Regions from separate parts of the Mus musculus genome. Here region 2 is linked to region 1. The links are chromatin contacts, called in public promoter capture Hi-C maps. All regions are on one chromosome and are shown on one strand. The core of a region is the stretch at or near the end of the contact, and the rest is flanking DNA. Distances in the headings are between cores, read along the strand shown. Region 1 holds the start of Slc23a2 (solute carrier family 23 (nucleobase transporters), member 2). Region 2 holds the start of Shld1 (shieldin complex subunit 1).

Evidence for each region. Promoter capture Hi-C pulls out the DNA fragments that hold promoters and counts their contacts.
Region 2: a contact with region 1 is called in a promoter capture Hi-C map of pre-B cells, with 4 times the contacts expected there. The contact joins the promoter of Shld1 here to the promoter of Slc23a2 in region 1. A contact is called at or near these places in 3 of 39 promoter capture datasets (liver, neural stem cells and pre-B cells), 1 of 484 Hi-C or Micro-C datasets (embryonic stem cells) and 1 of 115 datasets of contacts at active chromatin or transcription factors (embryonic stem cells).

What each region holds. Positions count from the first base shown.
Region 1 is chr2:132,143,324-132,148,689 of GRCm38.p6, forward strand. It overlaps Slc23a2 (solute carrier family 23 (nucleobase transporters), member 2), which reads right to left and starts at 1,785. Exons shown (of 16, transcript NM_018824.2): 1 at 1,689-1,785. It overlaps Gm14051 (a long non-coding RNA gene), which reads left to right and starts at 256. Exons shown (of 3, transcript XR_866753.3): 1 at 256-1,262.
Region 2 is chr2:132,683,844-132,689,252 of GRCm38.p6, forward strand. It overlaps Shld1 (shieldin complex subunit 1), which reads left to right and starts at 3,088. Exons shown (of 3, transcript NM_001358260.1): 1 at 3,088-3,138.

The sequences.
Region 1 (5,366 bases), core at 535-3,034:
TGACTTTGAGGCTGGCCTGGAGCAAGTTTCAGGTCAGCCAGGACAAAAAGAAAAAAAAAAAAAAATGCCACTCAAACACCCACTTTCTTTCCTCCCTTTTTTTTTTTTTTTTTTTAAGGTGGTGGTGGTCAAGACAAGGCTTCTCTGTGTAGCCCTGGCTGCCCCGAAACTCACTCTGTAGAGCAGGCTGGCCTTGAACTCAGAAATCCTGCCTGTGACTCCTGAGTGCTGGGATTAAGGATTCGTGCCACCACCGCCGGGCAAACACCTACTTTCTTACAGAAATTACTTCCCACAAGAATAAAACAGTGGTGGGAGTCGGGGTGATGGAAATACTCTGGTATAAAAAGAAAGAATCAGTTAACAGTTGAGCAAAAGACATTGTCTAGAGAACAGATACCTCATGCCTCGCTGATGTCTGCCTGAGGATGCTCAGGGCCTCCTTTTAACTAACTACCAGGTGTGTCATGAGTGCTAACACGGTGGACAGCCTCAACTGCCCAAAGCTATTAACTTTTGGATGAGCTAAGCATAGAGAGTAGTTCTAAAGTGACCCTGATAAGGTCAACTATAACCCAGCAGAGAATCCTGAACTTCTAAGAGGTGAAGAAGGCCTCTCACAAACTTCACCAGAGTCAAACACCTTAAAGGAGCAGGCCAGCAAAGTCACACAAGATGAAAGGGCAGATGAGAGAAACGGAGCAGGTGAGGCCTCAGCCCAATAGCACTCAAACAAAAAACAGAAAAATTTCAGCCACCTAGCCTAGCCTTCAGAAAGGAGAAAACTGCCTAAGGGAAGTCACATGGCCAGTTAATGACAGCTCAAACCAGGCTGTCTCAGGACTCAGATACCAGATCCTCACATCCCTGGCCGCCTTAGTTCAGAGGACCCAAGCGTCAGAAGGGATAGCATCTTCGCCATCATCCGGTCTCCCAGCACCGCAAAAAGCAGACTAACAGCTACTACAAATGCCCCAACCCCAAGTAGCCTTCAAAAAGCTAACTTTCTTCCCTGTGCACTTGCCCTCACCCCTTGCGCTGAAAATCAGGAGTTTCCCATCAGACCCGCTTAAAGCCCCTCATCCGGAATGAAGGCCGAGTTCCCATAGGCTACACATCTAATGGGACATCTCCGGCCAAACGATGAAGACAATTCTTCACCTTCAAGTTATCACACTCCAATGTCAATTTCTCGGTCAAGAGCGCAGGCAACAAGGCGACCCCGGACCCCTGCGGGGCAGGCCAGCGTGAAAGGTCGCAAGGTTGGTGCAGCGGCATCTAAAATTACTCCGTGTCGCCTTCCGCAAAGAGGGAAGGAAGCCAGACTGGAAACAGCACCGCCATCCCCCGCCCCTCGGGCTGACCCTGAATCCCCGGGCGCGGGGATGCGGGGCGCACCACCTGGGGAGGGGCGCGCAGCAAGCCACGCAGCACGGCGAGCCCACGGTGGCTGTCCCGGGGGCACCCGGCGGGGCGGCAGTGAGCGCCGGGGACGCACGGCCTGACACTGCAGCCGGGGCCGCCGGGCCGCGCGAGCCGGCGTGGGGGCGCAGGCCGCGCCGCGGGTGGGTGACAGCGCGCGGGGGCCGCGCGGGCCGGCCTCGTGGGCTCGGCGAGCAACCGGGGCTGCCGGCAGGTGCTGCCGCGGACCCGGCGTGGGGCGTGGGGCGCGGCGGCCCGGCTCTCACCTGCCTGCAGCTCGCTGGGCTCGCGTCCCGCCGATCGCACCGCTCGCGCCGCAGTGCCTGCCGCCGCCTTGGGTCCCCGCGGCAGCCGCCTGCAAAATGGCGCCGCGGAGGGGCGGGCCGGGGGCGGGAGCCGCGCAGCCGCCCGCCCCGCGCGCCGGCCCCTCCCCGCCCGACCCCCGGCTCCGCCCGCGCGCCCCGGGGCGCCGAGCCGCAGACCCTTCCCCACACACCTGCTCCGGGGGGGCCGCCTAGGATGCTCGACGCTCGCAGGCTCTCCCCTTCAGAGCCTCCTTTCTACCCTGCAGGACCCCAAGCCCTGCAGTAGCTGTGGGGTGACAGCGAGAGGGGTGCAGTGTACCCGGCTCAGTGGGTAACCCGCTTTAAAGCAATTTCGCGGCGTATCCAATTGGGCCGTCAGGCTTCCGAACTCGCTGGGGAAAGAGAGCCTCCTTGCTTATGCTGACGCGGGAGAAGACACACCAGGCTTGATTTCTCTGGGGCGTGTGTTCTGATAGAGCGGGTTTGGGGGCAACCTGCTATTCTGTATTTCTCAAGTGTACCCCCCAAGGAATGCCTGCTGGATGGGCACTTAGGCTGTGAGTCAAAAGGCCGCGTGTCAATAAACACATAGCACTTAGGCCGGGCAGTCTTGCCCAGGGGGGCATCATTAAAACTGGGTACCACCCCCAGCGGTGCTGAAACTGAAGTGTGGCTTCGAAATTTGCATTTCCAGGAAGTTTCTAGGTGATGCTGCAGGCGGTGGTCTAAGATACTAACTTGTAACTAAACCACGTTCTTACCTCCACCAAAACAAACAAAACCCTAATAATTAGCTCTCTCTTCTGTCTTCCATCTTGAAACCACTGTCTTGGTTGTTTTTCTAACCCAGTAATTCCTTTCATCCCCAAGCAACTCCGGAGAGCCATAAAGAATGGTCGACCACAGCTGACCTCATCTTTAAAAACAAAAAGCAGATTTTATTCCTGAATTGTTTATGTTTGGCAGTCTTGAGGACTGGTAGCACACTGATCAATAGAGGCATGCCGTAACCAGCAAAGACGGGCATTTTATAAAGTAGGCTAGTGCGGACGAGCTGAGAGAATCAATATATAATTCTCTAAGTCTCACACTAAAATAAAACCAGTGAGGCTTAGTGGTGCACACCTGTAATCCCGGCATTTTGCAGGCAGAGGCAGGAAGACGATGAATTTGAAGTCAGCCTGGGCTACTTAGACTCCTGTCTCAAAAAAAAAAAAAAAAAAAAAAAAAACCCTAAAAAACAGTAAGTTGAATTGTAAAATCCAGCATACCCTGGAAGACCATAGGTTAGTATTTCATCTTCACTGAAGATGAAGAAAAGAGATGATTCTGTAACCAGCACCAGAGAAGCACACAACTCTTTCTATGCCAGAGTTTCCAGCCACCCTTAAAAACATAATGTGTGTGTTCTGCTCCACAATATGGAACCTTTTGGAATAGAAGGCCTGTTCCAAGATCAAGAACCCCTGATCTTTTCAGTTCATCTCTTTTCTTCATTTCCCCCCATATATATTGTCTCCCACTCCCTAACTCCCCCTTTATAGTTTTACCTCCAATCCTAAAGCACTACCTCACTCCGGGTTTCCCCCCTCCCTCCCTGGTTTCCTGCATCTCTTCCTCCCCCACCCTCCGCACTCAACAAGCACTATAAAGCACCATCAGTCTCCCGCTTTCTCAGACGTCATCTGTGACCTTCTAAGTGCCAAATCCTTTTGCCTGTTTACAGATCTTTTTTTTTTTTTTTTCCTTCCTTGGCTTAGTAACATTCCATTGACTAACCCCCTCCTGGAGATGTTTTTATGTGATAAAGCCACTCAGCCTTCCTGACTGTCCCACTCTTTTCCACCCAGGTTGGTGATGGAAGGATTTCTCAGGTGTGGGCTTCTAAAGACGTTGGTCCCCTTGATGCCCTTTTCTCCTCAGGCTCCCCATGCTCTCTGCTTCTCACCACCCTCTTCCCCCATTACCTCTCTTTCCAGACCAGTCATTTCTGAACTTCTAGACACACTTCCCAAATGTTTCCAGAAACTATAAATGCCCCATTTGTGTGTGCCCCCCCCCCAGAGTGTACATGTACCGAGTCAAAAACTGTCGATCAAAACTTTCCAAGCATTGGCGAGATTCCTGATTTGATAGTGCCAAGATAATTATTTAGGGCACTTTTGTACTGAATGTATGCAGAGCCTTCCCTGTGTCTCTCTGTCCTTCACAGAACACAATTATTTACATGGTATTTGCATTGCCTTCGGAAGTACAATAGTCTAGAGAGGTTTCTGTAGGTTACAGGCAAACAGTGTATATAAAGATTACCAGACTAGCCTAGCTGAAGCTTTCTGTGCCCTGGGGCCAGGGGTCCTGAAACCAGCCACTCCCCTGCACTGCAGTCATCCCTAGTCTCATCTTTCCTTCACAGAGTGTTCTTTATCTGAGTTCTCTGTTTTTGCTACCCCAAACCCTGAAGTTGTCTTTGACGCTGTGTCCACTCAGTCACCTGCAGTCAGCTTGAACAGGGGAAGTGTTCTGTACCTGCAGATACCGTCTCTTGTTTTTAACTCTCCAACCTCTTAAGAGCTGCCTCCCAAAACCATCTTTGTTATCATCTCAAAACACAACTGACCATTTGACATCCCTTCTGAGAATCCTTTGGGGCCCCTTTGTCTAAATAATGACCCAGCAAAGATAAACAGAATCTAGTCTCTTCCAAAGCATAACATTCAAGACCCTTGACTTTTTAATCTCACGCCCTCCCTTTCTTTCTGGACAAAGTACTACATTTTACCACTGGTGAACAGGAGGTGACATCAAGGGTTTCCCTGACTTCAACTTTTCAAGGCTCTAATGAGGACTGAGTGCGGTCATGCATACAAAAGATTCACTCAGTGCAGTGACACACGGGTGACATTTAATTCTTTGGCCTTTTTCAGACACAGTTTGTTTTATGTAAACGCCAGAGAAAATGTTAGAAATACTCTTGAATTTCTAAGTGTGTATAAGGATGGATTAGCTGCCAGCTACAGTCACTCCTATGTATGAGGGTCACTCTTACAAATAAGCATTTTATCGTCATCAATTCAAAAATGACATGGGCATTTTCTTCTCACTTCCTTTCTCTGTGATTTTCTTTCTATTTTTTTTTTTAATTTATTTATTTTTTGGTTTTTCAAGACAGGGTTTCTCTATGTAGCCCTGGCTGTCCTGGAACTCACTGTGTAGACCAGGCTGGCCTTGAACTCAGAAATCCGCCTGCCTCTGCCTCCCAAGTGCTGGGATTAAAGGTGTGCGCCACCACTGCCTGGCCCATGATTTTCCTTTCTTATTACAAGAGCTATAAGCGCTGTTCTGCTCCCCCCAGCCCTCATTAACTTCTCTAAACTCAAATTTACAGAATCCACCAAGAATGTTTTATGACTGGTTAATTTGATTGAAATTCCCCTCATACATAGGAGTGACTGTAGCTGGCAGCTAATCCTTATACACACCTAGAAGTTCAAGAGTATTCTAACATTTTCTCTGGCGTTTACATAAAACAGTGTCTGAAAAAGGCCAAAGAATTAAATGTTTTGTATTTTGTGCATCAAGAGTCAAAAACAAATCCCTGTAGTTTTTGGATTGGTTTTGGTTTTTTTTTGTTTTTTTGTT
Region 2 (5,409 bases), core at 1,838-4,337, 540 kb after region 1:
TCAAGCCACTCTCCCACTTTAGCCTTTTGAGTGTTGGGCCATGCACTGTACCCAACTTAAGATTCTGCTTTGGGGGCTGGAGAGATGGCTCAGCGGTTAAGTGCACTGACTGCTCTTCCAGAGGTCCTGAGTTCAAATCCCAGCAACCACATGGTGGCTCACAAACATCTGTAATGGGATCCAGATGCCCTCTTCTGGTGTGTCTGAAGACAGCTACAGTGTATTTACATATAATAAATAAATCTTAAAAAAAAAAAAAGATTCTGCTGGCTCAGCAGTTAAGAGCACTGACTGCTCTTCCAGAGGTCCTGAGTTCAATTCCTAGCAACCACATGGTGACTCACAACCACCTGTAGGTAGTGGGCATCTGATGCCACCTTCTGGTGTGTCTGAAAACAGTGACAGTATACATGAAATAAATAAATCAAAAAAAAAAAAAAAAAAGCCAGACGAATGCCTTTAATCTCAGTACTTGAGAGGCAGAGGCAGGTGGATTTCTAAGTTCGAGGCTAGCCTGGTCTACAGAGTGAGTTCCAGGACAGCCAAGGCTACACAGAGAAACCCTGCCTCAAACAAACAAACAAATAAACAAACAAACAGCTTCTGCTTCGATGGCTGCTTCAGCCCAGAACATGATGAAAGAGGATGGTTAGGAGCAGGCTACAGGCCAGACAAAGTTATTACGGTCTCAGACGTTTGCTCCAGGAAGCTCCATAGGAAAAACAACCTTCATCATGGAAAAAACTGACACCAAAACACAGGAGCGGTAAAGCAGACCCACACACTGTTTACCAAATGAATGAGATAACAGGCAAATGGCAAAGTCTCTGCTTCACTGATAACAGGTGGTAAAGCCAAGTTTGGGTGTCATTGTTGAGTCAGGTGTGGGTGGGGAACGAGAGATACTGAGAGCAGGGAGGGGGCGAGAGGGGGAGGGCCTCACCCATTCCTGACCACAGCAGCACACCAACCTGGCTCACTGAACTGGGATCTGGATGGAAGTATGCAAAACATACTTGTCCTTGCCCTTCAGAGAGCTACTGCATAGTGGGAAAAGAAGGAAGAGCAAAAGGATTTAAAGAGATAAGTGGAAAGCGAGGTCTCTTGGAAGGAACAGTCAACGCCTATTTGACAAGTCAGGGGAGGTTCTGGCAGGGAGAACTCTCTAAAGCTGATATCTGAATATTATAAGGACCAGAAAGTAGAAAAAACTGTTCCTAAGGAATGAAGCTGTGAGGAAGGAAAACTCAGGGCAAGAAAGAACAAGCAATGAAACCAGTGTGGAGGAGGTGGAGCTGGGGAGAGATGAGGTCTTTGTCTGACATGGTAATTTGAACTTGCTTAGCCCAGGGAATGGCACTGTTAGGTGTGGCCTTGATGGAGAGGGTGTGTCACTGTTGGGGTGGGCTTTTAGACCCTCCTCCTAGCTGCCTGGAAGCTAGTCTTCTGGCAGCCTTTAGATCAAGATGTAGAACTCTCAGCTCCTTCTCTAGCACCAAGACTGCTTGCACATGACCATGACTGAACCTCTGACATTGTAAGCCAGCCCCAATTAAATGTTGTCACATATGAGAGTTGACTTGTCTCTTCACAGCAATGGAAACCCTAACTAAGACATGTGCACACACTTTCACAGTATATAGTATTGAATGGCCAAACCTCAAGCACTATTTGCTTTTATTTTATTTATTTATTTATTTATTTATTTATTTATTTGAGACAGCGTTTTACTATCTATCTATGGCTGGCCTGGAATAGATAACTATTTATTTATTTATTTATTTATTTATTTATTTATTTATTTATTTATTTATTTGAGACAGCGTTTTACTATCTATCTATGGCTGGCCTGGAATAGATAACTAGACTAGGATGGCCTTGAGTTCACAGAGAACAGCCTATTTCAGCCACTTGAGCAGTGGATTCTAAAGACATTTATCACCACAACTGGCTCAAGCACAACGCTTAAATATTTTAAAATATTTTCTGTGTGTATGCCTGGTGCCTTTGGAGGTTAGAAAAGGACAATGGGTTCTCTGGAACTGGGTTTAGAAAAGGATGTCAGCTGTCATGTAAACACTGGAAACTGAACCCAGGTCCTCTGGAAGAGCAGCCCATGTTCCTTACTGCTAAACCATCTCTCTAGCCCCTAAAGCAGTAATTTGAAAACATTCCTCTAACTTGCAGGACTCCTAATGTGTGGGGTCTCACCCAAAGGTAGGGATCTGGAGGGGCTGTAAATATACTGGACCCCTCAAGACTATGGTGGGGGAGAAAACCGTCCAATTAAACAGAATTGTTTTAGACTAGCTTTTTACAGTAGTAGGCCCAGTGGACAGAACCAAACTGGAATGGAATCTTTTGTGCTAAGTGCCACTTAAATGAACTTGAAACAAGCTTGCTTTCTCCATAGTTCTGCTCAACACAATCTCCTTTGTTTAAACCTATAAGGATAGTACCCTAGAACTTGGGCTTTTCATTCTCTTTCCATTTCTCCCATAAGAAAATATGGGACGTCTCCCCATAAGCAGATCCATGCTGCTCTAGAACTCTCCACTAGCTCTAGGCTGAGTTTGTTCTGGTTGTGTGCTTTCTTGAGAGGGGTGGAATTTGGGACCAAATTCCAGACACCGATTCACATGCTACGCCATATCCCCAGCCCCTCGAATTTTGTCTTTCAACAGTCAACCCTTTTGTTCTTTTGTGTGGTCCTGAAATTTTAGCCCGAATAGAATCCATGTAACAATATTAAATTATTCTTAATGCTGTCTGAGAGAATTTTGCTAGCCTAAAGCTCCTGATCGTCTTGCCTCACAACGTCCTCCCAAGGCCTCGGGTTCAGACTGTACTTCCAAGGCCAGTTTTCGTCTTATGTCCTTTTTAAGAGACTTTGCATGTTAACAGTTTCCCAGTTTCTTTGGAGTCGGACAAGGACACTTAGAGCAACTAAATATCCCAGATGACCGTCCTGCTGCAGGAGTTCAGGCAAATGCCCTCAGTTAAGATGGCCGCAGCTGACTTGCCTTGACCTTTTCTCGCCTCAGCAAAGACGGGTTCAACAACTTCCTTTTAAACTCTGCTTTTCCCATAACAAAGATGGAGCCAGCGCTTCCGGTTCCGGGCTCTTGCGGTCAGCCGGTGAGTGACACGGGGCTCTGAGAACCTCTGCCGGTTTTTCTGCCGTTCTGGAGGGCGGTGGGAAGGGAGCGGGGAAGCGAGGAGGGAGGGGGAGGAGCGGATGGTTTATTCCGCCGGTTTCCCTGGCACCTGCCCCGCCCCGCCCCTCCGCTCCAAGCTCCGCCCACTGCGCTCTTTTTACCTCGCTCTGGAATTAGTAGAGATCAGGATTAGTTCCAGTCAATTATTTATTTTGGTTTTGTTAAGGCTTTTATGGTTTTGGTTTGCATATATATATAGTCTCTCTACATAGCTATGGTTGTCCTGGAATTCACTATGTCGATCAGGCTGGCCTCGAACTTACAAATAGATCCTCCTTCCTATGCTGGCATTAAAGGCGTGGGCTACCAGGGGTCTATTATAATTTTAAACAGCAGTATTAGTAACTTGATGTTTCCATAAAAATCAAAAGTGTAAACTACAGTCTGTTTTGTACGTTAGCCTAATTGTGCACTTGTGATAACCCTGGACTGTTCTCATCACGCCAAGGAAAACTATTTATTGAGGAACACAGTCCAGAACCAGAGAGCTTCGCTCCGCCCACCACTTGCCCCTACCCCAGTCCTGGGCTATGACCAGAGTGCTGTCTGTCTCTAGGGTTGTTTAATTTGCATTGTATATAAACGGAATCAAAAAAGTATGTGGCTAGATTCTTGGGGCAGGGATTTGCAAAGCTTGTTTTGGGGACTTGAGAGAATTGCATTCCATGGATGACTTAACAATGCCTATCTTTATGGAATCGTATTGCATATTCTTATTTTTATGTTGAAAAGGACCTTCCTGTCTGTTTTCTGAATTTCTCCATCAATTGCCCATCAGTGTGATTCTACTTTGGGACTTACCTTTCTCTTTCACTTCTATGTCTTTGTGTCAATATTCTTGTCTTCATTCCAGGATCTCCATCACATCTGACTTGCACTATTTGTTTTGTTTTGTAGGGATAGTTTGGGCATTAGTAACATCATATTTTATTTTTTATTTTGTTATGTTTTATTTTAGTTTATTTTTAGGACAGGGTCTCACTATGTAGCTCTGGCTGGCCAGGAACTCACTATGTAGTTCAGTGGGCTCTAAACATACAGAGCTGGGCTTATGTCTGCTAGAACTAAAGGCATGGGCCACCACCCCTGCGAATAGCACCATCTTAAGATACTGGCTTCTGGTGCACGAACAAGGAAGGTCTTCCATTTCTTTAGTGCATATTTAACATCTTGTGCATATTTAATACAGCCGTGTTTCATTTCTGTGCCCTTACAAATGGAAAAGGTTCTTAATTTTTCTTTTGAGGTTGTATCACTTGTCTAAAAATACAAGTGATTTGTGTATGTGTTTGGTCTTGTATCTTGCAAACTTGTGTAAGTTGTTTATTTAAAAATTTTTTTTTGTGGCTTCCTTGAGGTTTTCTATACAAGATCATATCTGATTTTTGTTTGATTTTTGCCCTGGGGATTGAACCCAGAGTCTGGTACATGTTAGGCAAGTACTTTACCACCAAGCTGCATCCCCTGCCCCTGTGTCCTGCAAAGGGGGATAATTTTATAGCTCTCTTTCCAACCTTTCACTGCCTTTTCTTGTCTAACTGTGCTGTCTAAAACTTCCAACACAACACTGACTGGCCATAGCAAGTGGAGACGTTCTCATTTTGCTTCTGATTGCAAGATGAAAGCATTTCGCTGGCCTCATTGAGCGTTCTTACTGTGGGTTTTCGAAACCACTCTTTTTGAGGTTGCAGAAGACTATTTCTAGCTTGTTGAGTGAGTAATCGAGAAACTATATTTGTCAAAAGTCTGCTTGAGTCTGTGGTACTCATCAGTAATGTGCTGGGACACGCAGAGGGCTTGGCAGGGGCTGAGGGCTGAGGCTGTCACTCAGTAGAATTAGTAGAGTGCTCGCCTCTCATCAACAAGGCCCTGGATTTGCTCCCCAGTCCTACATAAACCAGGCACACCTTTAAGCTCAACTCAGTGGGAGGGGAAAATAGGAGAGTCAGGAGTTCAGTGCCTCCCCCATACACAGCAAGTTCAGTGTCAGCCTGAGCTACATGAAACTCTAAAACAAAACAAACCAACAAGAATGAATAACATGATTTTAAAATAAAACAGATTTGAATTTGGTGGGGGGGGGGTGGAGGTTAGTTCCATCTAGTCCTGACATACAGTCATTTCCTTCTTTTTTTGGTGTGTTTGGGGAGGGAGGGTGGCTGTGGGAAGGTGCACAGGTTTGCTGAGTCTA